2 separate regions of the Mus musculus genome follow, and region 2 is linked to region 1. A link is a contact called in public HiChIP or PLAC-seq data. All regions are on one chromosome and are shown on one strand. The core of a region is the stretch at or near the end of the contact, and the rest is flanking DNA. Distances in the headings are between cores, read along the strand shown. Region 1 has its middle 23 kb from the start of Ube2q2. Region 2 holds the start of Fbxo22 (F-box protein 22).

Region 1 (5,913 bases), core at 1,891-4,390:
GGAGTCAGACAGTATCACCACATCGCCTGCTGCTCAGGGCGTCTTTGAAAACTAGTTGAAAGGCCAAGTGGGCTCCTGCAATGGATGTGAACGGGCTGTGCTGTGCTGCCTTTGACCCATATCTGAGGACAGTGCTGGAGGCCAGAAGGCCACCTTGGGGAATCCTTCCATACATGGACACACCAGGGCCCTCCTGCAGAGCCTGATGTGGAGGAGAGTTCTTCTGGCTTGGAACATTGCCCTAGAGGCTGCCCTTAAAATTGTCTCTGAAAAGGAAGAGCTGCTGGTTTTGTTCACTGTATGAAGAATGAGGGCTTGCTATGTTTAGAGCATGTAGAGAAAGATTTACTGGGAGAGAGCTTGCCCCGAGCTCTCAGGCAATGATTGCTTTTACCGGTAGAGCAGTTTCGGAGTCAGCTGTTCTCCAGCTGTGTGACTCTTAAGGAGTTGCTTGACCATGCTGAGTCTTGACTTCCTCGTCTATGGATGGAGATAACATAGCCTGTTGCGGTGCACTGTCATGAACTCTTGCACAGCGATGAGGACATAACAAAATCAATATGACAGCACACTGTCAGGTACACTGGGTGCTGCGTAAACGGTTACCCCAATAGACTTCACAGCATTTTGAGGTGACAAGTGCCACTTGGACTCACCTGAGTGACTGAAGTATTTGTGAAGACTGACTTGCAACGTGTCTATTTCCCACAGGTACACATTTCTCTCGATCTCTGTGGCCCCTCCCCATGACCTGGCTGCTTGCTCAGTGGGCCCTGGGGAGGCTCATCTTCCCTGTCCCTGTTTGGGTCTGTAACAATTGTCCTGTAGCTAAGTAGGACTGTCACCAAAGTATCAATGGCTACAAGACATCTGCTCTCAAGTTAATTACAGGAATAATGCTGGCATTGCATGACTGAAGGAAAGGCAACAGGATTGTCTTAGTCAGGGTTTTACTGCTGCGAACAGACACTATGACCAAGTCAAGTCTTTTTTTTTTTTTTAATTTATTGGATATTTTCTGTTATCCCCTTTCCAGGTTTCCCCTCCAAAATCCCCCTACCACTCCCCCCTCTTCTTGCCTCTATTAGGGTGCTCCCTCACCTACCCATTCCCCCTTTCCTGCTCTGGCATCCCCTACACTGGAGGATCCAGCATTCACAGGACCAAGGGCCTCTCCTCCCCACTGATGTCCAACTAGGCCATCCTCTGCCACATGTATGGCCGGAGTGGTCCAGTCCCCGGGAGCTCTGGGGGGTGGGGTGGATGGGAGGGTTGGCTGGTTGATGCTATTGCTCCCCTCACAGGGCAGCAAACCCCCTCCTTTCCTTCAGTCCCTTCTCTGACTCCTCCATCAGGAACCCCGCACTCAGTCTAATGGTTGGCTGTGAGCATCTGCTTCTGTATTTGTTAGGCTCTAGCAGAGCCTCTCAGGAGACAGCCATATCAGGCTTCTGTCAGCAAGCACTTCCAGGAATCCACAATAGTGTCTGGGATTGGCAACTGTATATGGGCTGGATCCCCAGGTGGGGCAGTCTCTAGATGGCCTTTCTTTCAGTCTCTGCTCCACACTTTGTCTCTGTATTTCCTCCGGTGAATATTTTGTTCCCCCTTCTAAGAAGTACTGAAGCATCCACACTTTGGTCTTCCTTCTTCTTGAGCTTCATATGGTCTGTGAATTACATCCAAGTCAAATCTTATAAAGGACATTTAATTGGGGCTGACTTACAGGTTCCCAGGTCCCATCCATTATCATCAAGGTGGGAACATGGCAGCATCCAGGCAGGTATGGTGCAGGAGGAACTGAGAGTTTTACATCTTCATCTGAAGGTTGCTAGCAGAATGCTGGCTTCAAGCAGCTAGAATGAGGGTCTTAAAGCCCTCACCCACAGTGACACACCTACTCTAAAAAGGCCACACTTTCTGATAGTGCCACTCCTGGGCCGAGCATATGCAAACCACCACAGGGATGAAAGCCTTTCTGTTGCACGACCACCCAGTCAGTTGCTCTTGCTTGGTGATTTTGATGCTGCCATCAGAACTGCTGGTGGCATTCTGCAAACACATCTCAGGTTTTACACAGGCAGGAGCTTCTCCATTAAGAGAGACACTGCCAGGGTACAAAGTACAGGAATATTGACCTCTTGAAGTAGTGGCAAGCTGCTTTCCAAAGTGGCTACACCAACTCATACCCAAATGTCAGTGTGAGCGGCCTTGGGCTCTGTGCACTCTGATGTGTCACACAGCAATGAAAATATAATGAAATATAGTGGGAAATATAAACCTTAGCAATGGCAGTAGGTGAAAAAGGCAAACTCCCCAAGGAAGGAAAGGACCACATTCTTTATAAAGCCCAGGAAACAGCTGGGGAGATGGGCTGCATGGCTATACTGTGGGGTTATACAAAGATGAAACAAACAAAACTGTACCACAAGGGACTGGCAGAGGGAGCGTGGCACACCCACCCTCACAGCAGAGCGCCTTGTAGTTCCACATTAATGCTTATAATTTCTCTTGATGTAAAAGGCCTATTCAAAATGCCCAAAAGGGGCTGGAGAGATGGCTCAGTGGTTAGACTGCTCTTCCAAAAGTTCTGAGTTCAATTTCCAGTACCCACATGGTGGCTCACAACCATCTGTAATGAGATCTAATGTGCTCTTCTGGAGAGTACTTACATATAAATAAATAAATAAATAAGTAAATAAATAAATAAATCTTTTAAAAATATGCTCAAAAGATGGAAGCAATCTGGGTACCCACGATGGATGAAGAAACAAAGGCATTCATTCATACAATGGGATGTTATTTGTCCATAAAAGGGGAAAGGATTGTGACATACTACAACAGGGACAGACCTTGAGGATACCACACTAAGTAAGTATACTCACAAAAAACCACATCCTGTCTGACTCACCTTATCTGAGATGTTTAGTCAAACACAGAAAAACAGAGTGTCTGGCAGGTCAGGGAAGAGGGCTCAGGAGTTATTTAGTAGGTAGTTTTAGTTTTGCATGGTGAAGATGATTCTAGAAACTGTTTGCTTAGCACTTTTAGTGTATTTTATACCATTGAACTGCACACTTGAAAATGGTCGTAGTGGTATGATGGTCAGCCTTCCATTTTTTCCCCTGTATTTATTTGTGTGCATGGTGAGGAAGGGATGACTGCATGTCCACACACATGTGGAGGCCCAAGGCCAGTGCGAGGTGTTTTCCTATAGCATTCTCTACCTTTAGTTTTTGAGACAGACTCACTCATGGGACCTGACACCCATCCATTTGGCTAGGTTGGCTGACCAATGAGCTTGAGGAAGTCTGTCACTCTTCGCCCTCACCCTACCTCAAGGCTGAGGTTACAGGCATGAGCTGCCATACATGTCCCGGAGTCTCCAAAGTCAGGCCCTAATGCCGGACTGGCAGGCGCTTTGCTGAGTCATCTTCCCATCCCAGCTTGTCAAGTTATAGTAAAATCCCGGAGATGATCACCTTAAAAAAACAGGAAGTTCATCCTGGCTCAGAGCTTTGTAGGTTTCAGTCGGGAAACCTCATGGTAGTCAGGAAGCAAAAGAGACAGGGAGGACAAACCACATATCTCCTTCAAGGACATATCTGCATTGACGAAACTTCCTTCCACTACCCACCCCCATCTTAGAGTTTTATGTCTCCCCAAAACACTGTAGACGAGGGACCAGGTCTTTAACATAATGGACCTTTGGGAAATATTCACACATATGAGCCTATGGTGGCCATTCTCACACAAACCACCGCAGAATATATTAAAATGTGTCTATATGTATCAATAATGAGGTTCCATCATGAACCAGGTCACTACTCAAATCCAGTTCTCTGTTAGTAAAGTGGGAAAAAAATATCTGCTTTCAAAGATCTCTGCCAGAAATTATGAACTATTTTAGAATTTTCAGTAAAGCTGAAAACATCATCTGTAATAACTGTTTCCTCCTGTTACTTTCCTAAAGCTCCAATTTAAAGAACCCTCCTGGGGCTGCAGCTATGGCTTGGTGGCAGAGTACACACTTGTTCAATTCTCGGTACCAAGCAAACAAATACACAGCCCTTCCAAGAACAGCTGTGCATAGAACCTGAGCCAGGAAAACTCCTGTTGCAAGTTCAGTGAGATTTCTGGCACTTAGAAGACACAAACAAAATTTGCTCACTAGTTTGGGAAGGAGTTGGCTCTGCTGGTAAAGTACCACACAAACACGAAGACCTGAGTTTGGGACCTCAGCAGCCACAAAAAAAGCTAGTCAAAGTGATGCATACCAGCTCTGGAGAAGTGGGGACTGGCATTTTTTTCTAGAGCTGGCAGATGTTTGGTGCATACTCCTGTCTCCAAGCCTATGCCCATGGTAGGCATTGCTAATCAATCACAGAATAGTGCACCAGTAAGCCTGGTCTATTTTAGAATCCTTTCTTACATAGTTCTCTATGCAGCCATTCTATCAGAGCACAAGATAAACCTTATTTGCACCCTCTATGCTTCAGTCAGGAGTCTCTAGAGCAGTAGTTCTCAACCTGTGGGTCCTGACCACCATGGGGGTCGCATACTAGATATCCTGCATATCAGATATTTATGATTCACAACAGTAGCAAAATTACAGTTATGAAGTAGCAGCAAAATAATTTATGGTTGGGGTCATCATAGAATGAGGAAATGTATTAAAGGGTCATAGTGTTAAGATAAAAACCACTGCTTGAAAGAACAGACTGATATATATATCAAACAAATGAGACTTGTCCTAAGTACTGCCATTTTGTTTTCAGACTCAATTTGATCATATTAAATATTTTATCATACTAAATTGATAAGATAAAATTAAGTTCAAGTTCCTAGACTCTAGGGGACCTTTCCATATGGCTATCCAATTTTCTCCTTATTCTTTTGTTCCCCAAAAACGTAATGGTTGTTCCTAACCACTAAAGAACAAATTATTCTGACTGATGAAAAATTGTAACTATAGCATGGTACAGATGTTTGTGGGGTTCAAGCTTACAAACTCTATAACAACGTGGCTCAGGGGGTCACAGTCCAGCTCCCAAGTCGGTTCTGCAGCCCTGATCAATCAGTAGGTGCCTGAGTACAAGATATTTTTGTTATCTGCTTAAATACTAAGATGAATGTGTGCAACACAGTTAGCTCCCGAGTCTGTGCTGTTGCCCCTGACTGGTCAGTTTTTGCTGCCTAATTCAAATAAAGATCTTGCTTTGCTGGACTCTTGTGCCTGTTTGGGTTGTTTCGGAGTTTCAGACCCAACAATATAGGTGGTATATGTATATGAATGTATATGTGTGTATATATATATTATCAAAAGGGGATTTATTAGAGTGGCTTACAGGCTGTGGTCTGACTAATCCAACAATACTGTGTCCTGACAGAAAGGCCAAGAACACAGCAGTTGTTCAGTCCATGAGGCTGGATGTCTCAGCTGGTCTTCAGTATTCATTTGAATCCCAAAGAAATAGGTTCTAAAACCAGGAAGGAATGGCTCAGCAGCAGGATAGATGAACTTGCCAGCAAGATCAAGGGCAACCAGGCAAAGAAGCAAAAGTTTGGTTATTCCCTGTCCTTTATGAGGCTGACTCATCCAAGGTCATATGAGAGCCAGCATGTCCCCCTTCTTCTAAGTACCAGTCCCCTTGAGTCCACTGCTTTCAGTGTTCAGATAGAACCTGAGCCAGGGACATTCCCCTGTGTCAGTTTCAGTGAGCTTTCTGGCACCTGTAAGACGTTTCCTCCTTATAGAAAGTTATAGCTTATAATGGTTGGACAGAATACTAATGTATCAATGGACTCTGTGGGTCCGCCTCCCCTCTACAGTTCTAACAGTGACTGGATACTCTCACTATCACAGGAATGGCAGCCATGCTGTCTCAGTGAGCAGAACTCAGCCTCCTCAGC
Region 2 (5,913 bases), core at 1,611-4,110, 83 kb before region 1:
AAAAAAGACACCACACTCAGGGCTAGCACACTAAAAATAAGAACCAGGGTTTGGAGAGATGGCTCAGCATTTCGGAGGACTGCTGCTCTTTCAGAGGACAAAGTTCATATAGATCACAATCAGCTCTAAGGGATTCAATGCATTCTTCTGGCCTCCACGGGCATGTGCACACGTATACATATTGAGATACACGACAGGCAGACAGGCAGGCAGGCAGGCAGGCAGGCAGGCAGGCAGACAAACAGACACACAGAGAGAGGAGGGGGAAGCACGAGTGCGCCAGGTTTCCAGACCCCTGGGAGCTCTCAGAGACTGAGCCACCAACCAAGGAACATACATGGCTGGACATACACAGCAGACTGCATGCAGCTCAGTCTCCAAGGCTAGCTAGTCTGGCCTCAGTGGGAGAGGAAATACCTAATCTGGCAGAGACTTGATGGTATTTGGGGTGGGGGTTGGGGGAGGTATGTATGGAGGGGCCCCCTCTCAGAGGAGAAGGGGTGGGTGGGAGGAACTCTGAGCCAAGTTTCTCACTGACGATAAGGGAGGTGTAAATATGAACATAGAGGAAGTGGATGTACCTAAGGCAACTCATGTGTCCCCATGCACTGACAGAGATACAGCTCCAGACACACATAAAGTCATCACCTCTCTCTTCATCCAATGAGTCAAATGCAGCTATTTTTTTTTAAAATGGGGGAGGGGCCGAATCTATGCTATATTTACAAACTTTTTTGTCTTTATTTCCTAATATAGTCTACATTTATACCTTATATGAGGTATAAATAATCTAGAAATTTGAATTTAAATAAGGGTGGGCAATATAGGTTAACAGAATACTATACCACTTTATAAGGAACTTGAGCAGCTGTGGAATTCAATATGGTGCATCGACTACCCTGACAATACCAAAGAACAATTGCATATGCATATACATACACACATATTCCTGTCTAGGCTAGAGGAAGCAAACCCTTAAAACAGTGAGTAGACTTACACAGTACTGACCTTAGAGTCTAAATTAAATACCATTCTCCACTAAAAGAAACCAAGACTATTAGTGAAACTACTAAGTTCTTGAATGAAGCAGGTGAAATACAAGCTGAAGACAACTGGTGCCAAAAGAAAGGTCATCCCTAAGAGACAATAAAACTGGCTTGAGTGCTCACTAGCCACACAAAGACTGTGTGAGTACCAAGGAGAGTCTAACAGTAACAGGTACAGCTCTACACAAGAGACCAAGCGTATGTATGAGTGCTGTGTGAACAAAGTGGAAGAGAATGAAAAGTAAGTTTCAAAGCTTCTCTACAGACAAATACTTATTAACTGCAACAGGACAGAAAATTTAAAGGCAGAAGTTTCTGGCAGACACCTCTTAAATCAAGGAATTTAAGGTAATGGGATAAAAAAATCTAATAAATCCCAGTCACACTCAACTTGTGCCTTGAATTTTCTTAAGTGTTGGGGCTGGTACAGAAAGTCAGGTTGGAGAAACATACAAACCAAAGGAGCGCGCCTTTCAGTTACTCATTGGGAACAGAATCAAATCCTTCTGCTCTTAAGAAAAGCACTGGGGCACTTTGGCTCCCACACCAAACATTAATCAAGAGAGTGGCCTACAGATTTGTCCACGGGTCAATCTTTGGCAGGCACTTAACTTGAGTTCCCTCTTTCTGGATCAAGTTGAAAACCAAACTCAACACCAAAAGAATCGACACATACATCAATGATAACTTCCCAATGTGGAGACTATATTGTGGTTAAGTAGAACATTCCTATTTGCCTATTATACATACTAAGCGATAATAGGGCATCAAATTGGCAATTTCCTCACGAGGGCCCCTGCCACTCAGTGAGATACTGGAGATTCACTATCTATCAGCTCTATAATCTGTCTTCACCTCCCTGAACACTGACTCTCCTGGATCCAGGGACAAAAATGAGAAAAGGAATGTGGTTTACGTATTTAGGTAGAAGTTTTAGTTCTTCCGGTTCTAGTGTGAGACCCTGGGCAAGCGATACCCAACACCTTCATTGCAAAATTGAGGCAAGTTAAGGAAGGCTCTGTACGGCCTTGTAATAGTGGACACCTGGATACTTCAATTGCCCAACATCTAATAATGACTAAACCGCAGTACGCCCCTACAAAACCTGACGTTTACTACAAAAGCCAGAATACGAGCATAGGTTCTCCGAGTTAACGAAAGCAAGGATATGTATCACAATCTTGATTTTTTAAAAAGTTCTCCAAGATGGCCCACCAGTCCTGCAAGTGACTGTCCAACGCATAACTCCATACTTGCCTCAAGCGCCTCAGCTACCACGCGCACCAAGCAATGTCCCTCCAGGTGGCCCGCTTCAGCCACACCCGCGGAGATCCAGGTCACGCTGCGATGGGTCCGCAGCACTCTGCGTACACACTCCCTCCACAGGCGGCATACTCTGGGGATGCAAAAGCACAAAGGGTTGCCGCCGGGCGGCCGGTTCCCACCGTCAGCAGCCTCGCAGCGCCAGCTAAGCACTAGGAAACCCGGGCAGAGGTCCCGGCAGAGGCGACCCCGCCACCCTCCGGGACGAAGGTCTCCTCCCGCCCCATTCGCCCTCACCCGGCTACCCGAAGCAGCGCTTTGGCCGGCAGGAAGGTAAACACACGCTCCACCACCTCCGCAAGGTTACTCAGCACGTAGGTGCTTCGCGGATCTGTGGAGGAGGAGACGCCGCCACCGCCGCCTGCCGGCTCCATTCCTCGCCTACCGGCCCGAAGGCCCTACAGAGTCTCAGGGGTACCGGAGCGGCCGGCGCACCACCTACAACCCGAGCTCCCTGAGCAGGCGCGCGCCACTTCCGGTGGGCCGCTTCCGGTACTGGACACGCCGCTGCGGCGGTGCACCGGCCTGCACAGTTCCGCCCGGAAGGGACCGGAGGCAGCCTGGCGTTTAAGCCGGCTGCAAACACTATTTGGTCAATCTGGTTAACTCGTTAGGTCTTAAGTTTTAAGCGAGTAGACATAAATAGCACTCGCCATTCTTTGGCACTATTAATTGCTACAGAAAGCACATGCCAAACCAGATAGATATTTTCACACAGGAGCCATTATTCTTTGGCTCCTGCTGGCTCTTCCCTGCAGGGCTACATACAGAATCACAGGGGATGAAGCCCAACACCATACATTCCCGAACCACAAATGAAAGAACAGTAGAGGCTGCTTCATTTCAACTGAATAGGTTGTCTCCTGACTGAGGGGCACTTTGTCCCCAGCTACTTGGCCTGACCTGGTGCTTCTTGTTTTGGCTTCTAGATCTTTTACACTGTGATAACCCATTAGAACATTTTGAGCTGGACAAGATGATGCATGTTTGCATCTAGCAAGCTGGAGGCAGGAGGGTCAAAAGCCGAAAACAATCTAGACCCTACTGCAAAATATGTAAGATAACACAAAAAAACATGAACAAGCCCTCAACAAGCAGCAGCCACTTTACTCTGGAAACCTTAAGACTTAAGTAGCAAACATGGACGCATCATACAGTCTCCAAAACACCACGATACACTGGGAATGTGTGAAAACTTCAATGCTTCCCGTTAATAAAAAACCCCAGCAGCTCTGGGCTCTCCAGGAGCCCTAAATCCTACTTCTAGAACTTCCAAACTGCTCTGTGGCTCCACTCTTCTCACCAGGCACTGGTTGGGGTGGGGGTGGGGTGCGGGAACATGTTATGACGACTAGGGAATGAACACCAAGGGTCAGTATGTTTAAGAGGAGGACTTCTGAACATTTCCTCAGCTAAGGCAACCTTCAGAAAAAACAACTGTTTCTGAATGAAGTAGGGAGGCTGTACATGGAGACATAACATTCAAACCAAACATGAAACTGGCACAGGAATTTCAGTCAAGGAAAGAAAAGGCTTTCCTTCTGCTGAGATTCTGATGAGATCTACAGATAGTGGTGTGTATAGAGGCCTTGAGTGTACAAGAGGAACTGTGCTAATAGTACCCTAAGAACATTAGAGACATTAATTAAAACAGCACTAGAAACCCACATGTATTTGAATTTAAAGAACGCAGTAAGGGAATGGTTAAAGAAAAACTGAATACACTATGTGTGTACACACCAATTCTAGGTTCCCTATCCCTCTCAGTATCTTCATCTCCACTTCTGAAACCTCCCCACACCCCATCTTCTCTTTAAACAGCCTACACTAGAAATTCAATATAGAGCCTATAGACGCCTGAATTATAGCATCTCATAAGAGGGAAAGGTGACAAACTGATTTTTAAATGGTTCTTTATTCATAAACTTGATGCAAGTTTACAAAATTTACTGTACATTGCCAAATAAATCTGCAATGAAAAATAAAATCAAAAAAAAAAAAAAACCCAACCCCAAAGCATGCCAAATGTGCAGCTGTCAATCTGCTAGCCATTAGGAAATTAGAATTCAATAATGTATTCAAGATTTTGCCTTAGGCATAAGGAACTTAATAATGTGTTGAAGAATTCTGTCTTGTCACTTGTCATCTGAGCCACTGGCAATCATATATTTAGGGTAACCAAGTGACCAAGAATACCAGATATCTTTTCTGCCCTCTTAACCAACAGAATCAAGAGAAACTAACACCACACATAAAATGCACAAGTGCCACATCTCCTAGATGTGGTTTGCAAAGTTTAAAAAAAAAATCTCAAATCAAATATATAAGAAAAGCCGTTTAACTCTGTACTGGGTCGTGCAGGAGTGTGCTTCGAGGTTTCTTTTAAAAGTGCTTAAGTAGCTAGATTCAAATCAAACATGGATCCAAAAAAGTCTATTACCAACCAAAGAGGATTGATTCAGGAAAGGTAATAAAAATGCAAAGTACATTGATCTGTGTCACATTTTAAAAAAGAATTAACACAGGCTGAACTCCTACTGGTCTTCTGATGTAAAAGCCACTGCATGACTACAGCAAAAATTTAAGGATCTCCAATTTAGGTATCTTTCATAATTTTGCTCAAAGAGTCTGTCTTTGTGCCAACCATTCCATAAGTTTATTAGTTTATCGTCAATTGCAACACCCCGCTAATAAATGGAAAGGTAAAATGACCTCATACTTTAGAACTTCAGGCTCTGCACTGTGGCTCTTCCTCACAAGAAATGCTGAACCAACAGGAAGCAGGTTTGGTCCACTAGGACCCTGCTGCTCCAGTGGAAATTACTGCTCACAAGTGGCTGCCTCGTTTTGCTGTACGCTAATATGGTACAATTACGATCATACTTTTAGATTAGTTCAAACTTTCACACAACCGTGAAAAAGTGTAACAATTTAATGAGGAGGCTTCCTGTCATAATTTTGGCAATAAAATTATTTCAGACCTGAAAAAGCTATGGTTTAGAAGACCTAAAATTTCTAAACCAGTATTGACCATCAGTTAAACTTTTATTGGCTCTAAACAAACAAGATTTTGCAAATCTTCATACCCCATAGGCTCAATATAGAAAGGTTACTGTAAAAATCACAGCTGCAGTAAACGGATGCTCACTTCCCTGCTTAAAAGATTTCACTTTTCAAGAAAGAGGTGGTAGGGAGTGGCTATTGTGTGTACTTATCAGGAAAAATACAGTAAAGGCCCCACTGCTCAGTCCAAGATACCTAAAGTGAGCAAAATGAAAAGGCTGTAACTGGATGTCAGTTGACAGATTATCCACTAAATGATCTATTAGCTAATATCTTCGGTACTGCTGTTATACGGGCACTCAAAAGCTTATGTCTGTACGTTGGAACGATTTTCTTTAAAGCAACATTGGTCCAGACATATGTCAATGTAGTTAGCCATCTTCCTTTGGAGGTGTGTACCAGCCTGAAATAAAATGGGAAAAGGTTAACTACATCAATCTTGAAGCAGTTAGAAAAAGGCATTACTAAGATCAGGTCCAGC

Evidence for each region. HiChIP or PLAC-seq counts read pairs in DNA pulled down with a chosen protein or histone mark.
Region 2: an HNF4G HiChIP or PLAC-seq map of pancreatic cancer cells shows a contact between it and region 1. The contact joins the promoter of Fbxo22 here to the enhancer-like site in region 1. A contact is called at or near these places in 2 of 484 Hi-C or Micro-C datasets (embryonic fibroblasts and nephron progenitors), 8 of 115 datasets of contacts at active chromatin or transcription factors (embryonic stem cells, epiblast stem cells, extraembryonic endoderm stem cells and 2 more) and 3 of 9 other capture datasets (adipose tissue, liver and pancreatic islet).

Annotation. Positions count from the first base shown.
Region 1 is chr9:55,123,453-55,129,365 of GRCm38.p6, reverse strand. No RefSeq gene overlaps it. Among named protein-coding and RNA genes, the nearest start is that of Ube2q2, 23 kb to the left of the region's middle. Within about 2 kb of position 3,140, at least 57 of the 459 cell types and tissues checked have an H3K27ac peak or open chromatin away from gene starts, as enhancers often do. A contact at or near this core is called in liver, memory CD8 T cells and pancreatic cancer cells, where this site is marked.
Region 2 is chr9:55,205,882-55,211,794 of GRCm38.p6, reverse strand. Fbxo22 (F-box protein 22) reads right to left here and starts at 2,860. Exons shown (of 7, transcript NM_028049.2): 1 at 2,607-2,860; 2 at 2,304-2,442. The coding sequence starts at 2,743. Ube2q2 (ubiquitin-conjugating enzyme E2Q family member 2) reads right to left here. Exons shown (of 13, transcript NM_180600.3): 13 at 4,266-5,835. The coding sequence ends at 5,804.